Regions from separate parts of the Capra hircus genome. Here region 2 is linked to region 1. Evidence: chromatin contacts called from public Hi-C data. All regions are on one chromosome and are shown on one strand. Each heading gives the region's core, a stretch centred on a gene start, on an enhancer-like site or on the middle of the called end of the contact. The rest is flanking DNA. Distances are from core to core; before and after follow the strand shown.

What was found. A called contact is a pair of places that touch in the nucleus more often than the background predicts.
Region 2: a Hi-C map of blood shows a contact between it and region 1, with 3 times the contacts expected there. The contact joins the promoter of NANOS3 here to the enhancer-like site in region 1. A contact is called at or near these places in 2 of 5 Hi-C or Micro-C datasets (both in blood).

What each region holds. Positions count from the first base shown.
Region 1 is chr7:97,025,594-97,031,712 of ARS1.2, reverse strand. The region is part of intron 13 of IL27RA (interleukin-27 receptor subunit alpha); the gene reads left to right. It overlaps PALM3 (paralemmin-3), which reads right to left. Exons shown (of 7, transcript XM_018051196.1): 4 at 5,700-5,842; 5 at 5,478-5,562; 6 at 3,263-3,308; 7 at 1,087-3,174. The coding sequence ends at 1,328. Among named protein-coding and RNA genes, the nearest start is that of PALM3, 7.3 kb to the right of the region's middle. Within about 2 kb of position 1,477, at least 1 of the 5 cell types and tissues checked has an H3K27ac peak or open chromatin away from gene starts, as enhancers often do.
Region 2 is chr7:97,194,578-97,200,546 of ARS1.2, reverse strand. It overlaps NANOS3 (nanos homolog 3), which reads left to right and starts at 1,966. Exons shown (of 1, transcript XM_018051680.1): 1 at 1,966-3,594. The coding sequence starts at 3,070. The coding sequence ends at 3,594. It overlaps MIR181D (microRNA 181d), which reads left to right and starts at 1,578; the gene lies at 1,578-1,707. MIR181C (microRNA 181c) reads left to right here and starts at 1,420; the gene lies at 1,420-1,512. It also overlaps LOC102191228.

The sequences.
Region 1 (6,119 bases), core at 228-2,727:
GATTCCCAGGATTTAGTGGTAAAGAATCCACCTGCCAATGAAGGAGACGTGGGTTTGATCCCTGGGTCGGGAAGATCCCTGGAGGAGGGCATGGCAACCCACTCCAGTATTCTTGCCTGGAGAATCCCATGGACAGAGGAGCCTGGCAGTCCATAGGGTCACAGAGTGAGTCATGACTGAAGCAACTTAGCACACACACTCACAGGTACAAGGGGAACAATCTCGGCCTCTTCTCTCCCCAGGAGGTGCCCCAGGCCCAGCCCCCTAGTGACTCACCCATCCTGGAAGTGGAGGAAATAGAGCAGGTTCCAGTTAAGGAGCCCTCCCAGCCCTTGGCACCACTGGACTCTGGGTATGAGAAACACTTCCTGCCCACACCTGAGGAGCTGGGCCTTCTGGGCCCCACTGCAGGCTCCAGGCTACGGCCTGAACCGACCTCAGGAGAGGAGAGGGGAGCTCCTTTGACAGATGAAGACATAGAGGCTCAGAGCTGAGTCACTTGCCTGAGGACACCCAGCCAAGGAAGAGCTGAGACTAAAGGACCCCTACAGAGAAGGGCCTGGCCCTATAGGGAAAATGTGGATGGATGGGGGAGCAAAGGAAAAATATGTGATATCCAGAGTGGCAGCTACTCCCCAGATCTGTCCTGCTCCTATAACAGAACTGTAGTCGGATGCACTCCCAGCCTCCCTTGCAGCTAGGTGTAATGCCGGACTGAGTTCTCACTGGTGAAACATAAGCAGAGGTGATGTGCCAACGCTGGGTCTGGGTGGGGGCTCTTCCACATTGCCTTCCCTTTCCCATGAGCTGGAGCATTGATACACCCTGTGATACAGCTTTGACCACACCCAAGATGAAGGTAGAGCAAGAAACAAAACGAGAGTTTCCAAGTGATCCCATAGAAGTGTCCAAAGAAATAAATTTTTTTCACTTTTGATAGCTTCTCTAGCTTGAGATCTTTTTGTTAGAGCAGCCACATCTATTTAACTCTGACTGAATCTTTGCTTCTAGCAGAGTCAAGCCCTCCACTTCCCACCAGCAGACGGTCAGGTGGTCGTGGGCCAACCACACACACACTCACGCTGTCCGAATGCTTAACATTTTATTTTCAAGTATAAAAGGCTTTGTCACAGAAGAGGGCCAGGGTCACAGGCAGCGGGTGAGGGGTCCGGAAGCCCACGTGGAGGTGGACGTGTAGACCAACTGGCTCCCAGGTGCCACAGTCAGTCCCTTGGTGCCCCGTCTGCGCCTGGGACTGCCTGCTGGATGCCAAGAGGCCGAGGTAGCTGTGAGAGGAGCTGGGAGTCGGTGGAGGGCATGGATGGGCTCACATGACCACACAACACTGGCACGTCTTCTGCTTAGGGCCGCTTGCCTCTTCACCTTCTGGAGGGGCAGATGGCTCTGGCTGCCGGGCAGGCGCGTAGGTGGGCACAGGGCGGGCCCTGGGGTTGGCCCTGGGCCCCTCCATCTGCAGCAGTGGCTGGCACTCAGCGGGCTGATCCTGAGCTGACGTCTCTGCCAGGAGTGCGGTGGCGTCTCCAGTGGGGTGCTGGCCCTCAGCAGGAGCTTGGGGCTTCACTGCTTCCACTTCTGCTTCTGGGGAGCCTTCCTCCTTCTCCTGGGGCTGCTGTCCTTCATCCTCCGGCCTTGGCGCCTCCTTGGCTTCTGGGGGAGCCCCTGCCTCACTCACGTCCTCTGCCTGGCATTCCTTTTTTTCTTCTGACTCTCTCTGCTCTTCCTTGACCCTAAGAGTCTTCTCTGTCTGCAACGGCTCTTCACCTCCCATCCTCTCTGCCTTCAGTGAGTCCTCGTCTTCATTTTTCTCTATCTCCGATGGCTCCTCACCTCCGGTTCTCTCTACCTTCTGTGATTTCTCATCTCTTGTCTTCTCTGCTTCCAGTGGCTCTTCACCTCCCGTTCCCTCTACCTTCTGTGGTTTCTCATCTCCTGTTTTCTCTGCCTCCGAGGGCTCCTCATTTCCCATTCTCTCTACCCTCTGTGATTGCTCATCTCCTTTTTCCTTTTCCTCCAATGGCTTCTCACCTCCTATTCTTTCTGCCACCAGTGACTCCTCCCCTTCTTTTCTCTCTGCTGCCAATGTTTCTTGGACTGCCTCTAGCTTTTCCTCACCTCCTTTCTGCTCTACTCCCAGTGGCTTCTCATCTCTTCCCCTCTCTGCCCCCAGAGGTCCCTCAACTTCTCTTCTTTCGGCCGACAATGGTTCGTCACCTCCTCCGATCTCTGTTTCCACGCGTACCTCACATCTCTCTGGCTCCATGGAGTCCGGGCTTCCTTTCCTCTCTAGCGCCAGTGACGTCTCTGCTCCTTCTGACTCTGTGCCTGCCTTCCCCTCACTGCCTCTCTTCTCTGCGCCTTCAGGTCCCTCCACCCGCCTCCTCTCTGCCTCCCGTGTTTCCTCCTCACCTCTGCCCTCCACCTGCAATGGACTCTCATCCTTTTCCTCCCTTCCCAGTGACTTTGGCCCTTCCAACCCCTCCACCTCCAGCTCCTCCCATTCCTCACTGAGGGTCACTTTCTCCACCCAGATGAAGGACCCCTCCTCTCCAAAGACCCCCTGCCCATCACCATCAGGGCTGCTCCTGGGGGCACCTTCTCCAGGAGCTGCTCCCCCCGATTCCTCCCGGAGCCCCAGGGATCTGGTCTGCACGGCCTCTGGGGCCCTGCCTGCCTCCACCATGGGCTCCAAGTCACTGCCCTCTGTGCCCCCCACCCCCTCCCAGACCACCTCCACGATGGCCCTGTCCTCCTTGACCCACGAGGGGAGCTCTGGACGGCTGGCTTCCTGTCTGTCCCCGATGGCCTCCAGCACCATCTCCTCCACCTTAGCCTCCAGCTCCAGGCCTGTGGCCCCGATGGCACAGTCCTCCATGGGCCTCAACCCCTCCCACACCACTTTCACCATGCCTCCCCCTCTGGCCTCATTCACTGTCCCCTCAGGAGCTACCACCCCCTGACTCGGCTCCTGCTCCAGAGGGGGGCTGGATCCAGGGCAGGGGCCATTGGCTTCTGAGGAGGTCCCTGCTGCCCCAGGGACCCGCCTCGGGGCTGCTGGAACCCCGGCAGCCTCAGTTCTGGGCTCGGAGGGGGACTCCGGGTATGCGCCCACCGGTCCGGCTGGTAAGGAGGCTCTCTTGTTTAGATCGGTCTGGCCTGGGGGAGTCAGGGAAGAGGAGAGATGGGGCAATAGAGTGAGATTCAGGCCCTTCCTCTTGCGACCCCCAGACCTCAAAACACCCACCTGCAGGACCTGACTCCACGTTGGGCTGGGAGAGAGGACGGTGACCCTGCAGGGATGGCAGAAACAAGGTCAGGGCAGCCCCCATCTCACTTCCAGCCTCCAGCATGCCAGCACCCCTACCCTGCTCAAACTCCCCTGATGGCTCCCCATTCCTTCAGGACCAAAGCATGAGGCTTCCTCACCTGTCTCATCTCCCTCTGCTGCACTGCCGTGCACATCACATGTACCCAGTCAGTCCTGTGTCCATGCAGCCACTCCCTCTACTGGGGATCTACTCTGCCAGCTACTGAGGTTACTTAAGGGACATGCATGCGTGCTCAGTCGTGTCTGACTCTTTGCGACCCCGTGAACTGTAGCCCGCCAGGCTCCTCTGCCCACGGAATTTTCCAGGCAAGAATATGAGATCGCGTTGCCATTTCCTACTCCAAGGGATCTTCCCGACCCAGGGATCAAACTCACATCTCCTGCACCAGCAGGCGGATTCTTTACAACTGAGTCACCTAGGAAATCCCACTTAAGGGATATTTAAGACTTTTGCTATTAGAACTTAAATTCCAGTGGGAGGAAGCAGGTAATAAACATAAAATACAAATCTATAATTCAGGAAGTGAGAAGGGCTGTAACAGGGGGAACAGGGGCTAAGAAATACCTGGGAGGTGATGGGGTGCCTCCTGTAGGTATAAAATGCAGGAGGGGGACTTCCCTGGTGGTCCAGCGGCTAGGACTCCATGCTCCCAACTCAGGGGCACGGGTTCGACCCCTGGTCAGGGAACTAGATCCTACATGCTGCAATTAAGATCTGATGCAGCCAAATAAATATATTTAAAAAAAAAAAGATGCAGGAGGGCCTCTCGGAGGTGGTGACATTGAACAAAGGCCTGAAAGGTGAGAAGAGCCAGCCTTGAGTCAAGAGGTGGGAAGGGCATTCCAGGAAGAGGGGAAAGGCAAGAGCAAAGCCCTGGGCCTAGAATGAATTAGGCAAGTTCAAGGGATAGGAAAGGGTCAGGGTGGCTGGAGTGGAGTGAGGAAGGGATGGAGGGAAAGATGAGCTCAGGGAGGGGAACTGGGGACCTGGCCATGCAAGCCACCTTAACCAAACCCCACAGATCTCACTGGTCTCAATCCTACCCTCCTCTGTCCAAAGTTCTCCTCTCCCCCTCTGTCCTGAGACAGGCACCTGGGAGCCAAAGCAACCCACAGCTTACTGTGGCCAGGTGCATGAGTTACTGGATCTGATATGAACTTCAAGGACAACCCAGAGAGCCAAATTTTAAGTGCAGTCATATCGTCTTGGTTTTCAATGTGGATTATATCTTAACAGAGGCATTACCAAACCAAAACCCCTCAAATCATGGAGATGCCTCAAATCATTCGACTATCTCATGGGGACCCTTTTCCCATTTGGGGGGCTGAATTCTGAGAACACATCCCCACATTTTCTTTTCCCTTGTTTTGGCCAAACTGTGCAGCTTGTGGGATCATTTTAGTAGTCCCAACCAGGGATTGAACCCAGAACACTATAGTGAAAGCACCAAGTCCTAACTGCCAGGGAACTCCCAGCCCCAGCCCCCCAGCCCCAACCCTGCCCCACAACATTTTCTGACTACTTTCCTTATTTAGGTCATATTGGCAATCAAATATCAAAATAGGGCTTCCCTGGTGGCTCAGATGATAAAAAATCTGCCTGCAATGCAGGAAACCCCAGTTCAATCCCTGGATCAGGAAGATCCCCTGGAGAAGGAAATAGCAACTCTAGTATTCTTGCCTGGAGAATTCCACGAACAGAGGAGCCTGGCGGGCTACAGTCCATGGGGTCGCAAAGAGACACGACTAAGTGATTAACACAACACGACAACATTTCAAAACATTCCCTTGTGCCTGCTTCCGGTACCAAGCTATGATCTCATTGGCCTTCTCTCACGCCTCTTCCAGCGGTGTGTTATTGTTATATATCCCCATTTTAAGGATGAGGAAACTGAGGCTTAGGCATGGAAAGCAACTTGCCCAAGACCACAAGAGGACCCAGCATCTAAACTGCTTGGGTACTTCCCTGGCGGTCCAGTGGTTAAGTACCTGCAGTTCCATTGCAGGGAGCACAGGTTCGATCCCTGGGCAGGGAGTTAAGACAGCCACATGGCAGGGTCCCAAAAAAACACAACTGTGCTTGGAGAGGTACTGCCTTGAGCTCTGCTGGCCACATCCCCTAGTTCCTCACCTGTCGTCGCCAGGTGGGCCTGCCTGAGGGCTTGTGCTGGGCACCTGTGGACGCACTCTGCAGCAGCTGCAGCTGGGACTGGAGTCTGGGGAAGACAAGGGGCTGCTGGGAGCCTGGACCCCAGGCTTAGTGGGCCCCCCCCACCGGAAATCTCAGCGGAGTGGGCGGATGGGCCTGGCCTAGTCAGCCGGGCAAAGCCACCAGGAAGGGGGCCCTACTCACGTGAACAAGCTGTCTTCCAGGTTCCGGATGCGGGCCTGAGCTTGGTCTTCAGGTGATTGGGGGTCCTGTGAGGTGGGGTCCTGGGGCCGCTCTGGCTCCTCAGCTGCCCCGTCCATTAGCCAGCGTTCCCGGAGAGACTTCCTCTGGCCATGGGAAGGGGCATGTGGACGGAGAGGCTGGGATACGTGCCCTAATAATGCCAAGTGGGAAGCCACCCCGTTCCCAGCAGACAACTTTCCCACGCTGGAAGAAACACCCATCAATCTCCCCAACTTTTCCAGAATGGGACAGACACCCCCAAAGGGGAAATCAACGTCCCTCTTAGCCCCTCTCTACCCCAGAGCGGAACAAACACGTTCCCAAGATCTTCCCAAAGGTGGAACAAACGTCCCCCATCACTACCAACCACTCTTTCCGAGC
Region 2 (5,969 bases), core at 717-3,216, 170 kb before region 1:
TTGGGGACGCGTAGGGACGCGGTCTCTGGGGGTCTGGGAAAGAGGATTTGAGAGGCCCTAGAGGGCGGGGGCTCCCGGAGACAGCTGTAGATGGGAGGCCAGCGGGGGTGGGCTCAGAGGGCGAGGCCCCGGGGCTGGCCTTGGAGAAGCTGGGTGGGCTCTTGGAGGACAGGCTTAGGAGGCGTGTTTTATGGAGATTGATTTTGGGGGCGGGCTACACGGGAGTCTATCTGGGCGGGCTCTAGAGGGAGGGTCCTAGGGTTGTGCCATTTGGGGGTGGGCTCCGAGGGGGCGGGCCTTGGGTGTGGGACTGGAGTCGGTGGCTTGCGAGGGGCAGGTCTCTGGAGGCTGGCTCTAGGTGGGGGTCTCGAGGGTGGGGCTCCGAGCGCCGCGCTGCCTCTGGCCGCCTCCGCGGAAGGTCATTTTTGGGTTTACTCAAGCTCAGCACACCTGGGGGCTCTGGTTTGCCTTAAGTGTTACGACAAGCGGTTCATCCTTTGGGGCTGGGGCTCAGTGAAATGGAAGGGGACTGGAAATTTGAAGTCCAGGCCGTTCTCTGGCGAGGGGGTGGGTCCCAGACCTCCCAGACCCAGGGAGGTGGGGAGCAGCCTCCCCTGAGACTGCGCGTGGGGGCACCCTAGGGGGTGGGCGGCTAACTCTACAGCGGTCCCTGGAGGGAGGGACGGGACCGGGTTTGAGGGTGAAGAAATGGGGAAGGGCAGTAACGGGGCAACCCTCGCGTGGTTATGCGCTTGGGCCCGGGTCTGATCCCGACAAGGGCCAAAGTTTGGAAGCCCGGGACCCCCTGCGATCCTCTAGCTTCGCCGGCAGTTGGACCCACAGGCGGGCTGGGCAGCGGCCCCACCTCGGGGCTCGAATTTGCAAAGTGCAGACTCTGACAACCCAACCCCCCCACCACCGTGGGTTGTTGTGATTATAAACCATTGTGTCCGGAACACGGTGAAGCTCACTGAAGGTATTACATTGTATTAAAATGACTTGTTTATCTCTCCGTTGCATCCATGCCCCCGGGGCCAGAACCACTTGGCCTCCAGACCTCTTGGGGCCACTCCGAATCCCTCCCCTGCCTCTCGCTAAGGGTGCCCTCTGGCCTGTTTGCCAAACTGACAATTGGAAGAAATATGCACCTTTGAGGGCCCTTTTGAGAATGCTTTGACTAAATGGGTTAGAAGCCCAGCGCCCACTGCTGCTATTTGCATAGCAAAGGTGACAGAAGTATCTGCTGTTACTATTACTTAGATTTATCTCCTTTTTCGGTGTCCTGGAGCAGGGAGTTGGCTCCTGCTGTTTTCTGACTTAATAGATTCTCTAAGTCTCTCATTGCCTTCCCCTCTCCTCCCTCACCCTACCCGGTTCCTTGACCCCCTCAACCTCCACTCCCCACCCCCAAGGAGTTGTCAAGGGTTTGGGGGAACATTCAACCTGTCGGTGAGTTTGGGCAGCTCAGGCAAACCATCGACCGTTGAGTGGACCCCGAGGCCTGGAACTGCCGTCCACCCACCCATCACGACCCCCAACTTTCAGATCTGGGGCAGGGGCAGGGGATCCCGAACACATCCCCTCCCTTAGGCCACAGCAAAGGTCACAATCAACATTCATTGTTGTCGGTGGGTTGTGACGGAGACCAGACCCACCGAGGGATGAATGTCACTGTGGCTGGGCCAGACACAGCCTCGGGGGAATGGGATGGAGGATACAACCCACCCCGGACTCCCCTCCTCCCGCCCCCCCAAACTGCTCAGCCAGAACCCGACCCTGACCCTGGCCTCTCACCCCTCGAGGAGGGCTGGTGTCTGCAATCCTTACAGACACAGGCTGGATTTGGGGGACTCAGTCCTGGAGGGCTGTGAACAGGAATTATAAGTTTAGGACTGGGCAGCTGAAAAACCTTTCTGAAAGGGATTAGGGGTCCCTGCTTCCAGAAGGCTCAGTGAAGCTTTCTTGAATGAATGAATGAGTGAATGACTGAGGTGTGTAGGTGGCACGTCACCTCTTCTCTGAGTTCCAGTCTTGGGCCCTGCTTTCTCACCCTCCTTACCTGGTACCTGCAGACCCCTCCTTTACCTTCAGTCGCCCACCTAGCCCCTGATGTCCGTTGATCACCTGCCAGTCTGTGTCCCACCTGGGTGACTCAGGGGCACACTGCATCCTCCTGAGATGGAGCACAGGTCTCATTTGAGAGGGCGATCAAGGTGCTGGCGAATGCTAGGGGTCTCCCCTCTGGCCCGTTAGCCCCACCTGTGCCTGTGCTCTCTTCTTCCCCATAATTCTCAGTCTCAAACCCTTTTCCACCCCAGGACCAGGAGAGACTGACCCCACAACACCTAAGGCTCCTGTAACTGGTGGGGGAGGCAGGCTTTGTGTTTGTCTTTGTGAATAACCTCAGGGCAGATGGCTTCAAACCCCAGTTTGTTCATCAGTTAAAAGGAGGTTCCACTGACAAGGGGTGTGAAAGCTCCCTGAGGGTGACCAGAGCCAGGGGCCTTGGTCCTGTCCCCCCCACCCCATAAGTCAGGCCCATCCTCCTTCCAAAGACAGCTGGAACATCAGCAGCTCCCCCTCCCCCTCCCCCAGTCCAGGAGAAGGAAGAAAGAAGTTACTAAGTTACTGGCTACAGCAATGCTAGTCTTTGGGGTGGGGCTTCCAATGCCCCCACCTGCATCACTCTGGTTCTCTAGGAGGCTTAGACAAGGGTAGCCCTCTCAATGCCCTCTGGGTGGGGTGTGTGGCTGCTTATTGCTGGTGCTCCCTGCAGCCTGTGTCTTGTCACGCCCCCTCACCCCTGGCCTACCCAGAGGCCATGCAGCCCCGTGGCAGGTGCATTTCTGGGGGAGCTGCAGCAAGCCCCCTGTGATGATAGGGAACCTCCTACAGCCTGCTCCTCCCTCTTCACACCCCCTTGGAGTATAAGGAGGGAACTGACAGCCCAGACTCCTCTGCTCCAGAGAGGGAAGGGAAGGGAGAGGAGGCAGGGGTAGAGAGACCAGCTTGGAGGCGGCTGGGTTTCTCCTCTCTTCTGCCCCTCCGCCTGGCACACGGGGCCCAGCCATGGGGACCTTCAACCTGTGGACAGACTACTTGGGTTTGGCACGGCTGGTGGGGGCTCAGCGTGAGGAGGACGAGCCGGAGACCAGGCTGGACCGCCAGCCAGAAGCAGCGCCAGAACCGGGGGGTCAGCGACCCAGCCCTGAATCCTCACCAGCTCCCGAACGCCTGTGCTCTTTCTGCAAACACAACGGCGAGTCCCGGGCCATCTACCAGTCCCACGTGCTCAAGGATGAAGCGGGCCGGGTGCTGTGCCCCATCCTCCGCGACTACGTGTGCCCCCAGTGCGGGGCCACCCGCGAGCGCGCCCACACCCGCCGCTTCTGCCCGCTCACCGGCCAGGGCTACACCTCGGTCTACAGCTACACCACCCGGAACTCGGCTGGCAAGAAGCTGGTCCGCTCGGACAAGGCGAGGACGCAGGACACTGGACACGGATCGCGCCGAGGAGGAGGCGGCGGAGGAGGTGCCTGTGCAGGTGGCTGGGGGGACTCGCTGCACAGGGGGTTCTGCCCTGGGCTGACTTAGAGCCTTTGAGAAGTGGGTTAACCCCTGGGCTGACCCACTTCAGAGGGTTGGGTGGGGGACAGAATCCATACATAATAGAAGCTTAGAACTGTGTTCTAGAACTGTTGCCCCAGTGGGTAAGCTAGGGCTGGGGTTCCCTGTGTGGCCTTGGGCAAGACACTCTCCTTCTCTGGGCCCATAGAGGGAACGTTTTTTTCAGGTGGAGGGTGATCTTAGCAGGGAGGCCGTGGGGACTAGTGATGGGGTCTGGCAACAGGTACAGCAGGGGCTGCAATCTTGTGCGGAATGTAGGCGCCATGTGACCAGAGGGAAACAACCTCACTTGTCCACTCATTCGCCAGGTGGTTTGTGAGGCTTGTCCTGTGCCAAGCACTGGCTGGGCTTGGCCCTCAGTGGTAGATAGGAGAGTTATAACAGAAACGGGAGTCTAAAGGGAGCACCCGAGCTAGACAAAGCGGTCCAGGAGGGCTTCCTGGAGGAAGTGACTCCTGGAAACCTCATTCAGTTTGGTGAAGTGCTGAAGGGAGTCTGGGCACTGGGGCTCATTAGGGAACTTGGTCAAATTCTGTGCGTCTGGGATGGGAGTATGCGTGCACGTAGGGTGGAGGGGAAGGTGTCAGAAATTTCGGGGAAAGGCTCCTTGCTGATCGCCTTGAAGAGTTTGGACTTGGGTACTAGGGAGCTGAGAAAGAGACAAGAGCAGGTCTGTGTGTTAGACTGTGCCTGTGTTAGACCTTGGCTAATGGGTTGGGCTGTGGGGGTGGATTCGAGGGGGTTGAAAGAAGTTGGTCCTCCAGGCAGAGGTATCCGAGTTGGCATCAGTTTGGAAGGAAAGAACCATGAGTTTGCTGTGTGGGGATCACCCCCGGAAGGGTGGCTGGAGGCTCCCTAAGGTCTAGACGCACAGCCACAGAGCGTTCCCTCCATCTTGCTCATCAAATTCGGATTCCAGTTATGCAGGTCTGCGTGAGGCCAGAGCATCTGTACTTCTAACTAGATCCCCTTGACCTCCGTAGCCGGCAGGGTGTGAGTAGCTAGGCTTACATATCAGCAGTTACTATTACAGACTCGAAAGACCTTCGCTTCTGCAGGTTCTTAAGAGAGAAATCCGTTTTAGCAACCTTGGGGAAGTCAGCCAACAGAGGGACCGGTTTGACCGGGCGGTACCCCAGTACTGCCTCTCTGATCAGACTGGGGGCCCCTCGGAAAGTCACCAGAAGGGAGGACCTCTTCCTATCCCGGCGGCTGTGCGGGGAACACGTTAGAAGGGTTGTGAGACTGCCCGCGGGAGAGGATAGTATTCCTGCGAGGTCTGACAAGGTACAACTGGGAGAGGGAGGAAGCGGAAGGGACACAGAGACGATGGTCTCAGAATCTTCCTTTTTCCCCTTAAGCCCTAGGGAACAGGAAAACTTGATTCCGTGGGGGTGGAATGGGGTCGGGGAGCCCTCACCGCGATATTGGCACGGAAAGGCTGCCTGAGGCTGTCCTCCCAGGAAACTTTCTGATTGTAACAAATCCGGGGTTCCCGGAGCCCTGCGGCCTCGAGGGGGCAGCGCGGCAGGACGGAGTTGGGAGTTTCCGTCGCTTTGTGTCTGGCTCTGGGTCCCAGCTGGGACTGCCCGGGGCTGGGAATAGCGCAGGGGTGCTAGTCCAGAAGGTGCCTGCAGGTGGCGCCAGAGCCCCGGCAGCTCTGCAGGTTGAGTCGGAACTTCCGGATCATCGAATCATCCCTATTACTAAATGCTTTTCTCCTCCCCCACCAACTCTGCTTTTAAAATCTAGGTTCCAAAGGTGCCAGGAAGTCTTCTGGAACTCCTCCCTCTTCCTGCTGCCCCTCTACTTCTGCCTAAGGAGACTGGCGCGGGCAGGATGACGCCTTCACCTGGGGATGGGGACCCAGCCGGGGTTTCAGGGAAGACCCACCCTCCGAGGATCCGCCCCTAGACGGTGCCTTCAGCCCGGGGACTTGGCAAAGGAGCCGGGTCTGGGACCACCGCCCAAAGCGCGCCCGACCCCGTCACTGAAGGGGGTGGTCCTCAGGCACCCCTGCCCTTCTTCCCCAGCGCTCGGCACCCAGTCAGCGCTCAATAAATGTTTATGAATGGATCAGCGTCATACGAAGCCGGGTCTTGGGACAAGGTATCGTGAACTGCGCCGCTGGGGCTGTCGCGTCCCTCAGCCTCCACATCTTACTCTGATCTCCGGTTTCCCCAACTGCTGTTTGGATTTCTTTTCGCCCTGGGGCGCTGGGCTGAGGTGCTTTGGTCCGAGAAATGGCAGCTGTGGGGTTCTGGGGGGTCGCCCCAGCCGGGCACTTCTGAGCAGACACTTGCAGCGGAGTTAGTGCCATGGATCTCGTTCCTGTGACTTGT